Linked DNA regions of Ovis aries: region 2 is linked to region 1. A link is a contact called in public Hi-C data. All regions are on one chromosome and are shown on one strand. The core of a region is the stretch at or near the end of the contact, and the rest is flanking DNA. Distances in the headings are between cores, read along the strand shown.

Evidence for each region. Hi-C and Micro-C count contacts between places; a contact is called where the count stands out from the background.
Region 2: a Hi-C map of skin fibroblasts shows a contact between it and region 1, with 5 times the contacts expected there. The contact joins the enhancer-like site here to the promoter of OLFML3 in region 1. A contact is called at or near these places in 2 of 16 Hi-C or Micro-C datasets (skin fibroblasts and tail adipose tissue).

What each region holds. Positions count from the first base shown.
Region 1 is chr1:91,304,322-91,308,556 of ARS-UI_Ramb_v3.0, reverse strand. It overlaps OLFML3 (olfactomedin like 3), which reads right to left and starts at 2,580. Exons shown (of 3, transcript XM_004002351.5): 1 at 2,389-2,580; 2 at 1,169-1,454; 3 at 1-863. The coding sequence starts at 2,502. The coding sequence ends at 43. It overlaps HIPK1 (homeodomain interacting protein kinase 1), which reads right to left. Exons shown (of 16, transcript XM_042252866.1): 16 at 4,190-4,235.
Region 2 is chr1:91,693,500-91,697,544 of ARS-UI_Ramb_v3.0, reverse strand. No RefSeq gene overlaps it. Among named protein-coding and RNA genes, the nearest start is that of TRNAE-CUC, 180 kb to the left of the region's middle. Within about 2 kb of position 2,359, at least 2 of the 54 cell types and tissues checked have an H3K27ac peak or open chromatin away from gene starts, as enhancers often do.

The sequences.
Region 1 (4,235 bases), core at 1,331-3,830:
GTATGGAGGTGAAAGAAATTCAAAAAAATAAGACCAGCTCCCTCAAACTTCTTCCTCTTTCTTCCTCATCTCCAGCTTGTAGACAATCTGGTAGCCATCATCCCAGGCGTAGAGCTGGCGCTCACGGGGGTTATAGCGCAGGCTGGCATGGGCACCATATCGGCGGGGGAAATAAGGGAGTGCTGCCCTTTCAGGGGTCAGGGTGCCGCTGGCGTCAAAGGAGCACTGGACGCGAGCACGACTGGCAGGGCGGGTATTATAGACGACGTAGAGGGTCCCACAGATGACAAAGGCGGCCTCGGCATTCTCCCGGGGACATGGGGTGTCCCACTGCTGCTCTGTGTCCAGTGTCTGTGGGTCTAACTTGGCCAGACACAAGTGCCTGTCATCTTCCCGGGTGGCATAAACAGCCCAAAGGCCCTCCTCGTCAGCCGCCAGGTCTATGTATGTGTCTGCCGTCAGCCCATACGGGGGGATCAAACCCTCTGCTGGGAACACTGAACTGTCCGCCACTGTCCGGTTTGCCAGGTGGAACTTGATGAGCTGCAGAGTGTTCTGCAACTCACCGCCCCCTCCAGGCCCTCCGGGGGGCCTCCGGGCATAATACAGAAAGCCACCATATACCAGCTGGCCCGTGCCTACCCAGGGGAAGGGCACCCGGACCCGGGAAGCCTTCCGGGCGGCCATGGTAAGGGTGAAGTCACGCAGTCTTGGGAAGACAAAGGCTGTGTCATTCTGGGTGCCATCTAGCACGTAGATCTTCTCTGCTGGGCCCAGTGGATCCTTTGTCCATAGACCGGCTGGGCCACCAAACCGCTTCAGGATCTTCATTGATCTCACCTGAGAGATCGTGTAGCCACAGTCTCATGGGAAAGGAGAACACAGAACAAGGAAATACAGGCAAGAGTTAGATGCTCACTGCAGGAACCTCCCTGGATGGGCAGTTTGGACAAGAGCGGGCATTTGCCCAGTGGATGCCTCTACTCTATGGAAGATTGGGAGAAAGGGCACCAGAGGCCTGGGTCCCCAGAAACTCTCCGTAATGAACCTGATATTACAGAGATTTCCCTAAAAGAGACTCCAGAAGATAGAGCCAAATAGACTGGGATAAGGAGGAAAAAGGGAAAGACTCAAGGCAGAACACAGGGGTCTGTTTCAGATTGCTTACCTGTTATCATATCATACTTCTCATTTCTTCTGCCCTTGCCTTTGGTTCCAGGGCCTCCGGTCACCTTCTCATCAACCTCTACACATGGCAGGGCTGGATTCTGGGTCTCCAGATAGTCCACCTCCCGCTCCAGACGGTCTACTCTCCCGGAGATGGTGTCAGCTTCGGTTCTGAGCGCCTCCCGTTCCTTCTCAGCCACCTCCAACAGCGGCAGCATCTTGTTCTTGAAGTCCCGTAGCTCAGCAGCATGCCGACTACTCTGGTCCTGGCACTGGGCCAGCCGTTCCTGAAGGGATGGGGCAGCAGGAAGGAGGGCTGCAGGGTCACAACTCCCAGGCAGGAAGAGGCCCGAGCAGGGAGTCGGGAATGGAAAAAGGCACAAACTCAGCCAGGCATCAGCATTCCCCGCAATCCCCACAGAAAGGAAACAAAATGTTCAAGATGCTCAATGTGCAAAGAGCCGGGCTAAGACCCACACAGGCCCCTATCCTGACTTTGCATCCTCTGGCCTGCTCTCTGTGAGCAGTGCCACCGAATCATCTGAGCCTCTAGGGCAGTCTAAGTGCATGAGGGTGAGAAGGGATCTCTGCTCCATTATGCTATCCCCCTCTTAGGAATTAGGATGCTACAGGCTCCAAGCCATTAAATAGAAAGGTGCAGATTCTCTGAGGACTTCCAACTTTTAATAGAACCGTCAGCTCCTCTTGAGATGGATAAATCCTTGCAGTTCTAGCTCTCACTTCCACTCTGTTCCCTTATCCCATTTAACCCCAGGGGTGAAACACAGCGGTCTATTTGCTTTAGAACTGCACTATGAATGCTGGCTTCCCTGGTGGCTCAGTGGTAAAGAATTCGCCTGCAATGCAGGAGATGCAGAAGACTGGGGTTCAATCCCTGGGTCTGGAAGATCCCCTGGAGGAGGAAATGGCAACCCACTCCAGTATTCCTGCCTTAAGAAGCCCATGGACAGAGGAGCCTGGTGGGCTACAGTTCATGGGGTCTCAAGAGTCGGACAAGTCTGAGCACACATGCACTGCATTCTATGGATGTGGGGAAAGAGGAAGACTTGCAATTCTGAGAATCCTCTTATTAAAAGATGGAGTTTTCTGTAGGTACTAACAGAGCCTAATTTGTCATCCATCCCCAGGTCCCTGACAAACTGGATGAATCAACTTAGAAGATATGGAATCCTTCCGGGCTGGGCCAGAAGAGTCACTTACCTCTAAGGCAGCTAATCGGCGTTCCATGTATTCCACAAGGTGGTGCTGCTGTCCTTGAAGGGGTCCCAACCATGACAAAAGGAACAAGATCAGCAGCGGAGTGCGGGGCCCCATGGCAGTGGAATAGTAGGGCCAGAGTGTGTAGTCGTGTGTGCGGTTGGCCTCTTCCACTCAAGCCGGAGGGTTAGCTTTGGAGGCGGGGTGGGGGCGGTGCCTTCTCTCCTTCTCCATCTCTGGTCTCTCTCACTACTCTGGAATGCTTTCAGTCTCTTTAAGGCCCCTGCCCCCTCCTTTCCGCCTAGACTGATCAAACACAGATGGCCCTATTGCAGAGCAGCCAGAAGCTTTAACCACTTCCTGCCTAGGCTGCAGGCTCCCCAGGAGAGGAGAGGGGACTGGAAACCCTAGGGCAAAGGCCTTCTGGGCAGTCATCCAGGAAAAGGAGCTAGCAGGGGGAGGCAGAAACCTCAGAGAAAACTCAGCAAACTTATTTCTGCTTTAGAATGCTTCCGACGCTGACTTCAGAAACATTCTTCATTTACCCTTCCTTTCCCAGCAATAATAGCATGGATTGTTTTCTGCCTTTGGTGGAAGCTGGAAGCAGGGGAGATGAGGTCTGAGGGGAAGAGGTGGGAAAAAGGGCCATAGTGCTCAAGGCTGTAGAACCTTCCTCTACAGCTCACTGGCGCCACCTTGTGCTAAGCACCCGGTGTCATCTCAGAATTAACAGGAAAACCAAGGCTTAGACTTCACCTCCAGTGGAAAATTTTCCACAAGGCAAGCCAAGTAGACTGAATTTACAAGGGTTTTCATGATTAAAATGCACCTTTCCCCACGGACTATCCAATTACCTAAGGAGCCTCTCTTTGATATAGCCTAAGAAAGACAATGTAACTGAGATTATAACTAAAGAAACAAAAAAACCCAAAACAGGTCACTGAAAAATTAGTAAATTAATTCTTGATTATCTGGAAGACAGCCTGACAGCAGAGTCATTCTATATTCCCTTTTGCCTGAAAGCTCCTAGAATATTATCTTACCAAAACTACGGAGTGTTCAGTGAGTTCACAATAATTTTACACTCATTTAGGGGGAAAAATCTGAAAAATATATATTTGTAAATAAATGTACTCTGACTTCCCTAGTAATGGGAGAGAACAGACTATTGATAACTTCTCTTGGTTATGGCTCCAAAGGGCGTTTCTGTTTTCTCATTTCTGTATTCCAACTATGACTGCAGGGAGCCCCAAATGAATTAATGGCCACTGTTAAGATAGACTTGTCTTGAAACCCATATATCAAAAGAAGTCAAATGAACATAGCATGTATTCAGAGACCCACGGTGATGAATCTAGACAAATCAGGAGAAATTTTATTCATTTTAATCATGAGAAATCTGATCAGAAATTCTCCTCTAAAAAACAAAAACTAGTCTTCTAACAGTACAGCTTGAAAGGATGGGAAAATAGCATCATCTTGTGGTTATTCTTATTTTCATTTTGGTACTTTAAATGTTTGGTGGAACATGCTAGGAAGCAGTTTCATTAATGAGTGTCAGAAGTTTCTGCCTTTTCCAAAGGGCTAGATCCAGATGCTCTTAAGTTAGGGCCCTGGACACTCCATTCTGGGGAAGTGTCCCCTGTCAGGCCCTAGTCATTTCTGCTGTGGAGATTTGTATGAAGAAGGAACTTGTCTCTAACATTCTACCAGTCTGCAGATGCAACGTATTCAGCCACTCCAAAGATACCATTGTTGATCCTCTTTGCACCCTTGTAACACAAGTCAAAACCAGTCACATGAATCAGAAAATTTACCCATTTTATTGATGCATTGCAATTGCTCTACAT
Region 2 (4,045 bases), core at 1,110-3,609, 390 kb before region 1:
GGCTGCAGTCACCATCTGCAGTGATTTTGGAGCCCCAAAAATAAAGTCTGACACTGTTTCCACTGTTTCCCCATCTATTTCCCATGAAGTGATGGGACCAGATGCCATGATCTTCGTTTTCTGAATGTTGAGCTTTAAGCCAACTGTTTCGCTCTCCTCTTTCACTTTCATCAAGAGGCTTTTAGCTCCTCTTCACTTTCTGCCATAAGGGTGGTGTCATCTGCATATCTGAGGTTATTGATATTTCTCCCGGCAATCTAGATTCCAGCTTGTGCTTCTTCCAGTCCAGCATTTCTCATGATGTACTCTGCATAGAAGTTAAATAAGCAGGGTGACAATATACAGCCTTGACATATCCTTTTCCTATTTGGAACCAGTCTGTTGTTCCATGTCCAGTTCTGACTGCTGCTTCCTGACCTGCATACAGATTTCTCAGGAGGCAGGTCAGGTGGTCTGGTACCCATCTCTTTCAGAATTTTCCACAGTTTATTGTGATCCACACATCAAAGGCTTTGGCATAATCAATAAAGCAGAAACAGATGTTTTTCTGGAACTCTCTTGTTTTTTCTGTGATCCAGCGGATGTTGCCAATTTGATCTCTGGTTCCTCTGCCTTTTCTAAAACGAGCTTGAACATCAGAGAGTTCACGGTTCACGTACTGTTGAAGCCTGGCTTGGAGAATTTTGAGCATTGCTTTGCCAGCATGTGAAATGAGTGCAATTGTGCGGTAGTTTGAACATTCTTTGGCATTGCCCTTGGAAAGCCCTTATTCAATACCCTGTGATAAACCATAATGAAAAATATGAAAAAAGAGTTTTAACTGAATCACTGCTGTATAGCAGAGAACACTGTAACCATCTGAAGCCACCAGGGAAGCCCGTAAATCAACTATACTTCAATAATTAAAGTACGTGGCAGATGTAGGGGCAGCACTCGGAGCGTGTCCACAGCCACCGAGGCCGCCTCCCACTCTGCTGCACAGGGACACTCTCCCGCGGGTCTGACCGTTCAGTTATCCGTTCTCACAAGTAACTGTTAGATCAAACTACCCACTCTTGGCCGTGGAAACACTGGCTCCCGATGATCTCAGGTGGCCTCGGCCTGGAGCGGCTTGAAGGATTTCGGTTCCCTGGCCAGAAATTGAGGTCAGGCTGCCACAGTGAGAGTGCTGAATCCTCATCACTAGACCATCAGGGACGGTGGCCAGTGACAAGGCCCCTGGCCTATTGAGTTTGCAGAAATGAATTCCACAGAGAAAAGGGAAATAGTGAAACGAGTGTTAATGAGGAGGAAAAAGAATGCGTGTGGATAGACACATTCAGGAGACTCAGAATCGAGCGCTTGTGGTTTGACTCACTTACACAGGGCACTTCCTCCAGGTTTCCTCCGGCCGATCATCTTGGTTTGCCTGGTTTGGAGCCTGTATTCAGTTTATCTCAGGGTCGTCCCATGCGTGCACACTTCTCTTAGCCAAGATGGATTCACATGAAAAGGCCTATCGGTAGGCTGACATCACTCCCTTCTGGCCTCTAAGGAGCCTTTCCATGCGTGTATAGTCAGGAAGCTCTCCTTGAGAATGAGAAATATGTGGTCTCTATCTGGACAGGACTCAGGTCCTCTTCATCTTGAAGTATCTGTCCACAGGGGGCAAACTCCAGCTGTTCAGCCTGGGGTCCATCTATCTCCTGCCTCACTGAGAAGGGCTTTGTTGGCATGGAGAGAAGGATGGGGCAGGGCTCCAAGCTGGCTTTGGTGAGAAGATGTGTGCTCTAACCTGACTGATAAGTGGAAATGTTACCAAATTGGTCGACTGGAACTGCACCAGAGTCCTAGCCCAAGTTAGGATCTCTTGTCTCAGGCCAGGGAGGTTCTTTTTCTGACTGGATTTGAGTAGCCAATAATAAAACCAGCGTTGGGACTGGAACAGCACAAGTTGTATTCAATGGTCAAAGAATCGAGAAGCAGGTTGGTTCATAAGTCAATTTCAACCCAGTTCAGACAGAGACACCAAATATATAGGAGGGGGCTTCCCAGGTGGCTCAGTGGTAAAGAATCTGCCTGCCAAGCAGCAGATGCAGGTTTGATCCCTGGGTTGAGAAGATCCCCTGGAGAAGGAAACAGCAACCCAATCCAGTATTCTTGCCTGGGACATCCCAAGGACAGAGGAGCCTGGCGGGCTACAGTCCATGGGGTCAGAAAAGAGTCAACATGACTTAGCAGCTAAACAAAGTAAAAGAGAGGGAAATGGAAAGAATGTGAGGAATATTCATGACTTATCTGAGAACAGGGGTGTGGTTGGATTCCAAACTGGTGCAGTTCTCCTTGTAGGAATCTTACTGGTTGTTGTCATGGCAACTGTTAAACACTCTTAGTACTGGTGGGTGTGTCATTTAGCATGTTAATGAGTTACAGTTACAGGGCATGTATAATAAGGCTCAAGGTCTCCTGGAAGTCAAACTTTCACTGTTTTGGGCCTTGTTCATTTGCTCAGTCATGTCTGACTCTGAGACCTCATGGACTGCAGCATGCCAGGCTTCCCTGTCCTTCATTGTCTCCCAGAGTTTGCTCAAACTCAGGTCCATCCAACCATCTCATCTTCTGTCGTCCTCTTCTCCTCCTGCCCTCAATCTTTAACAGCATCAGGGTCTTTTCCAGTGAGTCGGCTTTTCACATCAGGTGGCCAAAGTATTGGAGCTTCAGCATAGTCCTTCCAGTGAATATTCAGGACTGATTTCCTTTAGGATTGACTGGTTTGATCTCCTTGCAGCCCAAGAGACTCTCAAGAGTCTTCTCCAACACCACAGTTCGAAAGCATCAGTTCTTTGGCACACAGCCTTCTTTATGGTCCAATTCTCACATTGTACATGACTACTGGAGAAACCATAGCTTTGACTATACGGACCTTTGTCAGCAGGGTGATGTCTCTTATTTAATACGCTGCTAGGTTTGTCATAGCTAAAGGAGCAAGCGTCTTTTAATTTCATGGCTGCAGTCACTATCCACAGTGGATGGATTTATGAGCCCAAGAAAATTGTCTGTCATTGTTTCCATTTTTTCCCCTATTTTGAATGTTGAGTTTTAAGCCAGCTTTTTCACTCTCCTCTTTCACCTTCATCAAGAGGCTCTTTAGTTCCTCTTCACTTTCTGCCATTGGGCCTAGTTGATTCTAACTGGTTCTTATTTCTCTGTGCAGTTTCTTTCTGAAACCTCAAAAAGAATAATTGTTTCCTTTTGAGGGAGGGCAGGGCAGAGCAATGATTCGGAGGCAATAGCCTTGGTGAGACCAGGGGGAAAGGGGCAGGACACAAACATTAGATAAAGAAGAGGTACAGGAACTTCCCGATGGTCCAGTGACTAAGACTCCACACCCCCAGTGCAGGGCACACAGGTTTGATCCCTGGTCAGGGAACTAGATCCCACATGCTGTAAATAAAATATCCTACATGCCACAGCTAAGACCCAGTACAGGCAAACGAATATTGAAAAAAATTGTTGAGAGGTACCATTGCTGGCAAGTGATAAAGACTGGCTGGAATTGAGGTAGCTTTGACAATAGTCTGGTCATTGACCTTTAAAGCTCATTAAACCTTCACAGTAATACTAACAATCACTCTCCCTTCCACCATGACAGACCCAAGGAAGACCATAAAAAGCCAAAAAATGGGCAGTGGCTCAACTCCTGGGAAATTTCCACCTTATCCCAAAGTAGCAAGAATATTCATCCCAATCGTTAGCCTATGAGATCACTTAATCCATAAAAACCTGTGACCATGAGGCATCTGCATTCTGCCTGTGGAATGCGTTCTCTCTAAATAAACTTGCCCTCCCTTTACTCTGGCTCCATCTTCTTTCCTTAGGAAGCCAGGGCGCCTCCCTTGGCAGTTGGTCCCAAGGATGCCTGCCAGTCCCAGGCAGTGACATCTCTCTCTCCTGTAGCACTGGTAACATGAACTCTGTTCACCCCAACACAATCCAGAGCACTTTCGCCCCAGCTTCTACCTTCCTGACAACCACTGGCAAGAATGAGAGAGCTTCACACTGTCTC